4 separate regions of the Mus musculus genome follow, and all the other regions are linked to region 2. A link is a contact called in public HiCAR-type, HiChIP or PLAC-seq and promoter capture Hi-C data. All regions are on one chromosome and are shown on one strand. Each heading gives the region's core, a stretch centred on a gene start, on an enhancer-like site or on the middle of the called end of the contact. The rest is flanking DNA. Distances are from core to core; before and after follow the strand shown.

The links. Promoter capture Hi-C pulls out the DNA fragments that hold promoters and counts their contacts. HiCAR-type assays count read pairs that join an accessible place to other places. HiChIP or PLAC-seq counts read pairs in DNA pulled down with a chosen protein or histone mark.
Region 1: a promoter capture Hi-C map of pre-B cells shows a contact between it and region 2, with 2.4 times the contacts expected there. The contact joins the promoter of Ogg1 here to the promoter of 9530062K07Rik in region 2.
Region 3: a contact with region 2 is called in an H3K4me3 HiChIP or PLAC-seq map of stem cell-derived neural progenitor cells, with 12 times the contacts expected there. The contact joins the promoter of Zfp248 here to the promoter of 9530062K07Rik in region 2. A contact is called at or near these places in 4 of 39 promoter capture datasets (the 3T3-L1 cell line, cranial neural crest, hippocampal neurons and 1 more) and 2 of 115 datasets of contacts at active chromatin or transcription factors (astrocytes and stem cell-derived neural progenitor cells).
Region 4: a HiCAR-type map of astrocytes shows a contact between it and region 2, with 6 times the contacts expected there. The contact joins the promoter of Bms1 here to the promoter of 9530062K07Rik in region 2. A contact is called at or near these places in 4 of 39 promoter capture datasets (3T3-L1-derived adipocytes, cranial neural crest, hippocampal neurons and 1 more) and 3 of 115 datasets of contacts at active chromatin or transcription factors (astrocytes, embryonic forebrain and large pre-B cells).

The regions. Positions count from the first base shown.
Region 1 is chr6:113,325,645-113,328,344 of GRCm38.p6, reverse strand. Ogg1 (8-oxoguanine DNA-glycosylase 1) reads right to left here and starts at 1,369. Exons shown (of 7, transcript NM_010957.4): 1 at 983-1,369. The coding sequence starts at 1,119.
Region 2 is chr6:116,206,549-116,209,248 of GRCm38.p6, reverse strand. 9530062K07Rik (RIKEN cDNA 9530062K07 gene) reads left to right here and starts at 1,256. Exons shown (of 4, transcript NR_131013.1): 1 at 1,256-1,347; 2 at 1,992-2,095. It overlaps Washc2 (WASH complex subunit 2`), which reads right to left and starts at 1,216. Exons shown (of 31, transcript NM_026585.3): 1 at 1,122-1,216; 2 at 920-1,042; 3 at 131-295. The coding sequence starts at 1,042.
Region 3 is chr6:118,454,131-118,456,830 of GRCm38.p6, reverse strand. Zfp248 (zinc finger protein 248) reads left to right here and starts at 1,325. Exons shown (of 6, transcript NM_028335.2): 1 at 1,325-1,415; 2 at 1,920-2,154.
Region 4 is chr6:118,418,043-118,420,742 of GRCm38.p6, reverse strand. It overlaps Bms1 (BMS1, ribosome biogenesis factor), which reads left to right and starts at 1,326. Exons shown (of 23, transcript NM_194339.1): 1 at 1,326-1,455; 2 at 2,126-2,334. The coding sequence starts at 2,159.

The sequences.
Region 1 (2,700 bases), core at 120-2,619, 2.9 Mb after region 2:
CCCTAGCATCGTTACCCATCTTGAACTCGTTAAGGTCCTTTCTGTTTTACAAATGTCCCACCTGTAAACTGACTAATTAGTTATAAATAAAAGTGGTATGTCTTCTTTCTTTTTCTTTCTTTCTTTTCTTTCTTTTTCCCCGAGACAGGGTTTCTCTGTGTAGCCCTGGCTGACCTGGAACTCACTCTGTAGACCAGGCTGGCCTCAAACTCAGAAATCTGCCTGCCTCTGCCTGCCAAGTGCTGGGATTAAAGGCATGTGCCACCACTGCCCGGCTAGTTTTCTTTCTTTCTTTCTTTTTTAAGATTTATTTATTTATTTATTTATTTATATGTAAGGACACTGTCCCTGTCTTCAGACACACCAGAACAGGGCATCAGATCTCATTATGGATGGTTGTGAGCCACCATATGGTTGCTTGGAATTAAACTCAGGACCTCCAAAAGAGCAGTCAGTGCTCTTAACCACTGAGCCATCTCTCCAGCCGCCCCCCCCCCCCCCCCCGCTAGTTTTCATCTTTTTGTTTGTTTGTTTTTTCGAGACAGGGTTTCTCTGTATAGCCCTGGCTGTCCTGGAACTCACTTTGTAGACCAGGCTGGCCTCAAACTCAGAAATCCACCTGCCTCTGCCTCCCGAGTGCTGGGATTAAAGGCGTGTGCCACCACCCCCGGTGTAGTTTTCATCTTAAAAATAAAAAAGAAGCGGTACTGGGGATTGAACCAAGAGCCAAGTGCGTGAAAAGCAAGCACTCTTATTACTGAGTGCATCCCTCAGCTTCCCCCACTGATTTTTATTGCATGGTCCTCATAATCCTGCACAGTCATCACCTCTACTTCCTAAAGAAGGTTAAAAGGCAAACCACCGGTGCTTAGACTCCAAAATGTACTCTCATCTATTGCTCCCAACATTCTCTGTATCCCGAGTGGGCAGCACTGAGAAGTCAACATCCTAGGGAACAGTCCTCCCAAGTGCAGTCACTCACCGGAAGGACTGTCCAGAAGCTAAAACCAAGTCCAGACGCAGCTCAGAGCGTGGACACGGGATAGAGGCCCAGAGGGCCGGGCTGGAGCTTAGGGTGCGATGTCTCATGCTGCTAGGCAGCCAGGAACGGAATAACATTCGGCTAGCAGCCCCAGCCCATTACGGCACTGTCCAATCAGAACTCGACTTTCCCAAGTCCTAAAGCCTCGCACACAAGTGACCACACACACCGGGAGTGTAGCACCGTGGGTCCTAGCTTATGGGTCCGGTGTAATTTTAATTTGAGTCCCTGTTGAATGAATTTCCCTCTCCTCGTAGGAAAGCCTCTCGCACACCACCAAACCCCTAAACGCCCCACTCCGCTCTCCCGTGCAGCACGCCCCGCCTCTTCCTCCGGACGTGGCCCCGCCCCCAGGACCTCCCGGCGCGCGCCTCCTCCTCCTGCGCAGCCCTCGAGGTTTGGAAAGGCGCGCCAGTATGGTTCTTCCGGGTCCCAGTTTACTCCCACCGGAAGTAGATCCTTGCTCCCGCTTATTTGACCCTAGAGGTAGCCAATCCGAGAAGAAAGTACGAAGCACCAATGAGAACTCGGGAGTGCCGGAGTGGGCGGGCCTGTGAGGTGGGAGCGGTTGGCCTGCTGGCCTCGCTGCTTGGCGATTGGCTGCCAGAGACCCGGCTCTGCCATTTCAGGGCTTTCGGTGCAATCTCAGGGCCTGCCTGCAACTTCTCGTGCTGGCCCGCACTGGAGCCACATCATTGCGGGGCGTAGTGGTACACACCGGTCGTCCCAGAACTCGGTAGGCAGAGGCGGGAGGCACGTTTGAAGCTTAACTAGGCTGGGCTTCATGGCGAGACTCTGTCTCAAGAAATAAACCGAAAGAATCTCATCCTCCCCTGCTCAAGCCTTTCTCCACCGAGCCTCTTCTGAGGCAGTGATTTTTCAGCGCTGTCCCCTCCACGTCTTGTCAGGAGGCCCCGAATGCGCCATCTCGGGCTTCCCAGGCTTCAGAGGCCAGTCTCAGGTTTGCTCGCCCTGGCTACAGCCTGCGGCACAGCTACCCGCTCCAGTCCGAGCGTGGAGAGATGGGCTTTCTTTGGAGTTCACTCCGTCCAAATGCCAGTGTGTGGCTCTAGGCAGCCTAAGGGACCAACACAACCAGCACCAGCCACCTTGTTCCAAAAAGGACTATATCATTTATAATTTTTTAAGACAAAAAAAGAATGCTTAGGCTAAGAAATATGAACTTCAGCCGGGCAGTTATGGCGCATGACTTTAATCCCAGCACTTTGGGAGGCAGAGGCAGGCAGATTTCTGAGTTTGAGGCCAGCCTGGTCTACAGAGTGAGTTCTAGGACAGCCAGGGCAACACAGAGAAACCCTGTCTCCAAAAACAAACAAAAAAAGAAAAGAAAAAAAGAAAGAAAGAAACATGAACTTCGGACACTAGTTTGACACACTAGGGCATTTTCCATCAAGCAGAGAAATTTTCGGGTTGTGCCTAAATTATTGGACTACAGACTCAAGGGCAGGGCTGGATGCTGATTAGTGTGTGTGTGTGTGTGTCTACAGAAAGGCACAGCACACCTGCTAGAACACTATTAACCAACATCAAACAAACTGGGTCTTTTGTCTCAGTTTCATTAAGCAGTAGCTGTAAGGCTCTCAGCATCCATGTTTTACTGTGATTACCTCATCTAAAGGCATGTCACCTTACAGGTG
Region 2 (2,700 bases), core at 7-2,506:
GAGCTTCAGTTACCAAGAACCAATCTATCCACCAAAACTTAGAAGAGAACCTTATTATCATTATAAATGACAATAGTTCTTACTCCCCAAAAGGGATTATTCGAAAGTCAGATACCATAAAACAACTCACATTCTCAATGAACTGGGTATTAGACAGCATGAGGAAGTCATTGAACACATTATGCAGACGACAATGTGTGGCTTTGGTCTCCTGAATTAATCCATCCACCTGCTTCTTGATTTCATGAGTCCTGGAGATAGTCTGCTGTGAGAATTCCTGTAGAAACTGTAGTAGCTATTTTGAAAAGAAACATACACAAGTATCAACACTACATGTGATTTAAAGCAAAACAAACAAACAAAAAACCCCTCCCCTTTTGCCCCTATGTTAAGAAAAAGGGATGATACTGTTGATCTAAGGTCAGGTGACCCTGGAAAGCATTAAGAAAGCTCATCAGATAAGTTTGTCCAGAACACAAAACCAGTATCACATTTCTACAGGGATTTAAAGCCCTGTTTGGTTGTCACGCTCCAGAGACCACATAGTGTGACAAAACACCCCAAATCCCACTTGTATGAAAGTTCTGAGCTCTTAGGTCCCGAAGTGAGCAGATCTACTCAAAAATATGTGCTGCCCCATTTAGCCCCAGTTCTAATACAGAAGGGCCTCCGTAGAGACAAAGCAGTCCTTGGAGAGGGCAGAAACAGAATCTGCTCAGCAGGATGGCGTGGAGGGCAAGGTTGAAAAGCCACTGCACGGAAGGAAACCCGCGTCTGCGCGGCAGAGTGCTGGGTAGAAGCCCACAGGGCCGCCCTCCCCGGTGTCTGAGATTGCGCCTTTGAATACTGGAGGAAGCGTGTCCCCGAGGAGGGGTAACTACAACTCTGTCCCTCCCTTGGCCCCGGGTCCCCCGCTCACACCGGCGTCAGCCGCCAGAGACCAGTTCTGACTGCTGCGGCGGATCTCCTCCACCGACCAGGGCCGTTCCCACACCGGCTCGGATGCCGGAGGCCGCTCCGAGTCGGGGCTCGTCCGGTTCATCTACAGCGAGAAGGACAAAAAGAAGAGCTGAGTCTGGGGCGAAGGATCCAGCCCTGCCCTCCTGGGCCGCCGTCCTCACCACGATGACACCGCCACTCAGCAAGCTCCAAAGTGACTACGGGAGTGGCTACTACACTGCCCACCCAGCGCGGTGGTAATCACATGGTTCACGTCACGTGATGGTGTCCTCACGTGACCTGGGGCGCAGCCTCTGATCGGGAGCTATGGGTTAGTAGCTCCTGGGTAATTGGGTTTGACCAGAGAGAAGGTGTTTAAGCGGCCAGCTAGTGCGAAAGAGGCGGAAGGTACCAGTGGGGCCCATGCTGAGGAGTCCCGTGGCCTACCAGGTGGGAGCTGAAGAGGAAGGAGAGCGGAGGACGACTTCCTGGATGTGCGGCGGCTTTATTGATTATGCATGTGATGTGAGACTAGCCCAGGGCCACAGTGACCCTCAATGTGTACATCTGCTAACCGGTTTGGTTTCAGTTCAATGTGGATCCGCTTGAAATTCTTGAAACCCTCAGCTGAGATTCAAGGCCGGGAGGTGGAGGGGTAGAAATCGAAATCCAAAGCTCCCCTGGCTGTCCACTAGCACTTCCTTGTGAACAGACCCCTTTCTGAGTTGGTCTTGCCCAGACTGACTTTTAGAAATAACCCCTTATCTTTCCTTTTTGTGTGCCCGAGAACAAGTTACTTAGCTTCTTCTATAAGCTTTCTTCTGCATATTAAAGAAGCAATACAGCCGGGCATGGTGGCGCACACCTTTAATCCCAGCACTTGGGAGGCAGAGGCAGGCGGATTTCTGAGTTCGAGGCCAGCCTGGTCTACACAGAGAGAAACTCTGTCTCGAAAAATAAAAATAAAAAAGAAGCGATAATAGGTGTTAAAACAGATAGTGCCTGGTATATGGTGAGTGCTCACCTTAGATCTTATCATTTCTCCTGTGCAGATTATTTTTCCAACTTTCAGATTTTGCTTTGTGGCCACCTCCGTTGAAACCTCATTAAAGATTTCTCTTTGGTATGCAACTAAGACAAATGAAAACCTGCTCAGGTAAAAATCTGCAAGAATTTTCACTGTAGTGTTGATCCATACCCAGAAAGCAGAAGCAATCTAAATGTCCATCAGGTGACGAATGGATAAACAAAATGCTGTAGAACCACGCAATTCACCAAAAGAAATAAAATGCTGATATATGATAGGGCATGAATTAACCTAGAAATACTTCAATTGAAAGAGGTCAGTCATATACATGAGCACAGGTTATTCTATTTATATGAAATATCCAGAATGGATCAATCCAGAGAGAGGAAGTAGGTTGGTGGGGGCCAGGGATTGAGGAAAGAAGGGAATGGGGAGTTAACTGCTTATGAGCAAGTAGTCAGCTGTGAACTAGTAAAGCCAGGGTAAAGGCTCAGGTTGGTTTCTGTAGCATTAGTGTGATTGTATCTGTGTTGCTGTTAGGGTGAGCAGGTGTTATAGATAGACATTAGATTTAGGGTTATGATTAACATTGTGGTTATGGTGCTATTTTGGGGGTTAGGGTTAAGGTGGCTGTCTTAGTTATTTTTCTATTGTTATAATAAAAATTACCTCAGAAGCAACTCATAAAAGGAAGGGTTATAGTTAGGATTTAGTGTTACGGTTAATGCTGAGAT
Region 3 (2,700 bases), core at 76-2,575, 2.2 Mb before region 2:
ATTCAGCACTAGGGTTGTGGCTTCTCTCTCTTTTATCCAGAGAATATTCATGATGATGATCTTTTAGTTTAGACTACTTTCCAGGATTTTATATAAATTTGTTTCACATTCACAAACTAATTAGTTAGTTAAAATATTACATAATTTTCCCCTTCCCTGTCCTCCCTTCTACCTCTACCCTATATCTAACTCCCCTTTCTCCACAGCCTTTTTTCTTTAACCACTCTTTTTACACACACACACACACACACACACACACACACACACACACACACACAAATAGAAACTTCTGCATCCCTCAGTGTTGCCTGCAGGTGTATGCCTTTGGGGACTGACTGACCACTTGGTATTGGACAACAACTCATGGGGCTCACCCCTGGGGAAGACTAATTCTCTCTCTCTCTCTCTCTCTCTCTCTCTCTCTCTCTCTCTCTCTCTCTCTCTGTGTGTGTGTGTGTGTGTGTGTGTGTGTGTGTGTAGTTGCTGATTGTCTGCAATTCTTCATCTTGGGATGCCAGGAGAGAAGCGAGGCCTATAGCACGAGGCTAGTGAGATCATGAATCTTATAGGAAACCCTACCACTGCCACTGTCCCAAAGTAGCACAATTCATAACTACATTCCCTATACGTATCATTATACCCACAGGTAAGCGTAGCTCTCATCCCTTAACAAAGACATTCTTTTTACAGCAGTTAGAGACCATTACCGAAGGACACACCTTGTCAAAATACAGTGAGCAACTGAGGGAAGAGTTCTCAGCCCAACTGATATAACACTCCTCCACCTAAGGCTCGAGCAATGCTGCAGAAGACCTGGTAGAGATTTTAAGAGCCAGAGGATAGGGAAGTCTGATGTGAGATTGTGTCTTGTAGCTAGGACAGGGAAGCCACGCCTATGAAATCTCAGCAAAGTGACCAAGTCCTGAACTATTCCAACACCAGTTGACATTCCAACATAATTTTTAACACATCTTTCCTTCTTTTTGAGTGTAGAAAATATATTAATTTGATCCCCAGTCCCCAGGGTAGTGACAGAAGGCTGGCGCTAGATAGAATAAAGATACAGAAAACTGTCGCGGTGTACCAGAAAGTCCCATCCTGGGAAATGAGTCTGACAAGGTCGTGTTTACACTGCAAACACCTTTACTTCTTACATAAAGTAACCCTGGTTTCTAGACGCCTTCAACAGCATCATTTTACAATACAGAGTGAGACAGGAGCTGACTCCGTTTTCCAGGCAACAGTCCTTCTTCCAACACTGGACGTGGAGACCCCACTACGAGCACCGTTGGGCGCACCGCCCCTTCCTCTGCGCATGCGCAAACTGCAGTCCTGCTCCTGGTCCATCCGTGGCCTCGCGTACCTCCTGGGAAACAACTCCTGGCCTTCGGCACGGTGCACTGCAGGAGCGGCGGGTGAGCCTTAGACAGCATCAAGGGCGGAGGGTTCTGGGAGCTCGGGCCATCCTGGTCGCTGTTGGCAGCAACCAGGGACCAGCGGGGTGGAGGGCTGTATGGGGAAACGCCGGGGTGCGCTGGGACTCCATGGCTCGGGCTTGCGGGATCCGGATAGTCCCGCACTTCTGCAGAGCTAATCTAGGGCCTCTAGCTCGTGCTACGCCTGCGCATTTTGCCCACTAGGCGGGGAAGATGCGGGGTGGTTGGGCGGAACCCTGAGGAGTTGACTCACGCATGGCGCGAGCGTGACGCGGTGACGCATCCGTTCTCTGGCTGCTGGGGCTAGATGCTGGGATGTGGGGGGCGAGCGGGTAAGCCAGGTCCCGAGTGAATGAATTACTGGGACAGAATAACCTACCCGAGACTCGGTTTCCTTTTGTGCACAGTGTGACTATTACGAATACTTGCTGCAATTTTCTTTTCTTTTCTTTTTTCTTTTTCTTTTTTTTTTTTATTTTTAAGCTACTACTAGGGAGCCCACCCTCGCAGGGGGCCTTTGGACTGGTCCCTAGGGCGCAGTGTTTGGAGTGGAAGAGGAAAGTGGTTAGCTAGCCACCAAACCTCCTGCCCCCTCACACACCCGGGATCCCAGTTCTGAATTTGGTTCTCGCTCATGTGTTTTGTGAAAATGACAGTGTCCTGAAACCATGGAAGACTGTGTGCTCGCCGAAAGTCTGGGACAAGTTTAAGGAGAGAGGTGAGCTGGAGTTGAGAGAGATGGGTGCATACAGGCTGCACATGGAATGCTAGTTCTTGGAAAACGATTGGGAGTGAAAGGCTCACAGGTCCGGAATTGCTATCACTGCCCCTACCTCCACATCTTATGCATCCCTCCTACCTGGTTAACTGTGGAGAGGCGGTCCCTTAGACTCTTGACTCATGTGAAGGTGGCATGTAGGGACACGCTTGCTATTATGGCCATATGTTTCCATCGGACAGTAGTGTAGGTGGGTCCTGAGAATCTCAACATCTTGCAGGTTTTTAGTGACACAACCGGGGCCTGCAGATGGCTGTATATTTTGTCTCTTTGAGGTGCAAGTTTCTTATCAAGCGATCGTTTTGAGAATTGTAAGCAAGCAACTTGGAATGTAAGCAAATACATTTTGAAATTTTTATCTTGCCTTAAAAGCCCCGTTCATTTCCTTGACTTACCTGACTTCAAGGGATTAATGGTGTTAGATTTAACAAAACCTCCTGATTCCCACCGCTGTCTCCGCACTCCCTCATTTTCCTTGATCATCAG
Region 4 (2,700 bases), core at 77-2,576, 2.2 Mb before region 2:
GATACTGTGCTATGTAAGAAAATAAGGCAAGCATAAGCCTAATGAGTGAGTTAGCAAGCACTATGGTGTCTGCCCTGAGTTCTTCCAGCGTTGGACTGTATGAGAAATTTCTCATAGGCCTCATTTGGTGGTTCAGCTAGGGGGATAGTTGCCAGGCAGGATGACCCTGTCACAGGTTGGGACTGAGGGCTGTTTGACTTGTTCAATAGACACCTCTGTCAGCCATTTGTCCTCAGTTTGCGATCTTACATTCCAATCCTTTTGTTGATGATAAAGGGCAATGTAGTCTTTTCTATAACTACTTCCTGCAGAAATTGGGGCGTTGCTCTGGAATGTGCAGAAAGGCTAGAATGATGGTCACTGGAATGATAGTCAAAGGATGGGGAGAGAGAAATAGGAGGGCCAACCTCACAAACTATCATTTGCTAAACCTTTGATTTTGTTTCATAATTTCCATATGAACCTTTAGAGCTGTTTTGTGTTGGTGTGCTATTAAAAGGTACAAAATGGGAGACTTTGAGGCAACTGAACCCATGTTCTTGGCTCATTGAGGTGAGAGCTGTGTTTTGCATGAACATGCTATTTTGTGGGAACCTGAATCCGTATTCCCAGGCCGCAGTCACTCTTATTTGGCGCAAGGAAAAAACCCTACTTCTTATTCTCCTTGAGATGAGCTCAGTTTTGAGTCCAGCATAACTGTAGCAAATAACCGGGACTGGGGGTTTGAGGGCTATTCCCCAGGACTGGACTGAGTCCTGGGGATGCAAGGCTGAGCACAGAGACACAAGACACACGACACACATAGCCACACATGCACACAAAATGGCAAGCTAAGACGTTTTCTGAAGAAAACGCCCTCTCCAGGAGCACAGAGGAGCACCCTGCCCTCAGCCCGTCGGTCCTGGCACAAGAGGGCAGCAGAGCGCTGAAAACCCGTGAGGACAGCTCTGGCAGCGGTGACAGGGAGCGGTAGCCTAGCGGATGGGGCGGCGGAATTCACAGCTTTCAAGTTGGGACTGGCGATGACTCGGGCGTCCTTCCAGCGTTCCTCTGCTACTCAAATAAGCGGGCCAGGGCCCAGCGCCGCGCGGATCCTCTGAAGCCAGGTCGCGCTGGCTGAGAGCCCGACTCTCAGAGTGGCTGGGACCCGAAGGAGAGGGCAGTCCGTGCGAAATCTGAAAGTGCGCTTGCGCAACCCTCAGCCAACCCAGAGCTTACTTCCGGCTTTCCCCTGAAAGTCGTCCGTCCACGGGTTCCTTTTTTTCCCCTCTTCTTTGCTCGTTTCCCTCCGACGGGTACAAGCAGAAGGACAGTTTCCGCTTCCGGCGTCGTGCTTGCGGGCTGGAGCGGTTGCTGCCGTGAGTCCGAGTGCTTTCGCGAGCCCCGTCGGCTTCCCGGTTCGGTCGGTCCTCGACCTCCCGACAGGCTGCTCCCAGGCTGCGTCTGGGCTGGAAGGCAAGTTTCTCGGCCGCCGGAGAGGTGCTCCCGGGAGTGTGGAGGGCGTGGGTTCGTGCAGTGCTGGATGGGGAGCGGGTCACTCGAGCAGGGAGGGCTCCTGCCCAGCTCGGCTGCGTGTTCTTCTCCCAGCAAAAATAGATCACCGGGAGGGGAAAATGTGCTTCCTCCAGGAGCTGAGAGGCGAGTCTGCTCAGCACTGTTCGGATGTCTTAAACTTGTATGTTTGTTTTCGTTTTAAGTTAAAAGGACACTTCAGCCTAAGCTACCTAGAATAGTAGGCACTAGTCACGTGCGACTAAGTTTAAAATTAATTTAAACTTAAGATAGTTTTCAGTTTCCGAAGGTACGCTTGAAATTCTCTGTAACCACGTGTAGTTCACAAGGCTTCTGTACTGAGAACAGCAGGTAGGATGTATTTCTGTCATTACAAAAAATGAGCACTGTCGAAATGGCTTCAACATAAAACATAAGAAGGATAGTGTTGGTGCTGCTAACTCTTATACTTTATGGCGTAAGAAAGGGACGTGAATTTGAAGATACTGGCTAAACATTTTCTACCTCCATTCAATGAACAAATACATCAGCACTTAAGTAAATTAAATTACTGCCCTCCTGTGTTACCCTGATTATAATTGATTACCACCACCGTCCTCCCTGTTCCGTGTAGGTAAGACTTATTTGTAGTAGATAAATAGCCACCATGGAGACCAAGGACCACAAGAAACATAGGAAGAAGCACAGTGGGCCTAAAGCTGAGAAGAAAAAGAAACGGCACCTGCAAGACCTACAGCTTGGAGATGAAGAGGATGCCCGGAAGAGAAACCCCAAAGCTTTCGCAGTGCAGTCAGCTGTGCGGATGGCGAGGTCCTTTCACAGGTGTGTTTACCTGGGGTTAGTGGGTCTTCCCTTAAGTACTGGGAGCCTCTCCCAGATGGCATTTGCCTTGTGAGTCTTAACTCAGGTCTGAAGGACGTAGGCATGCCATAGTAGGCATGCCGTATGGCTTTTCCTAAAATGTCAGAGCTCTGTCAAAGAAACATTTTCCCTCTAACACCTGCCCTTTGCCTTTCCCCACTTTTTTCTTTGTTTTCTTTCTTTCTGTCCTTCTTTCTTTCTTGTCCAAGAAGAAGAATTTACACAATTTAGATCACACACAAAAAAATCTCCTAAACTTTGCATATCTCCATGGCAGTTAAAGTGTTGGTGGTTCCCCCCCAATACTTTTAATGTAAAATACTAAAA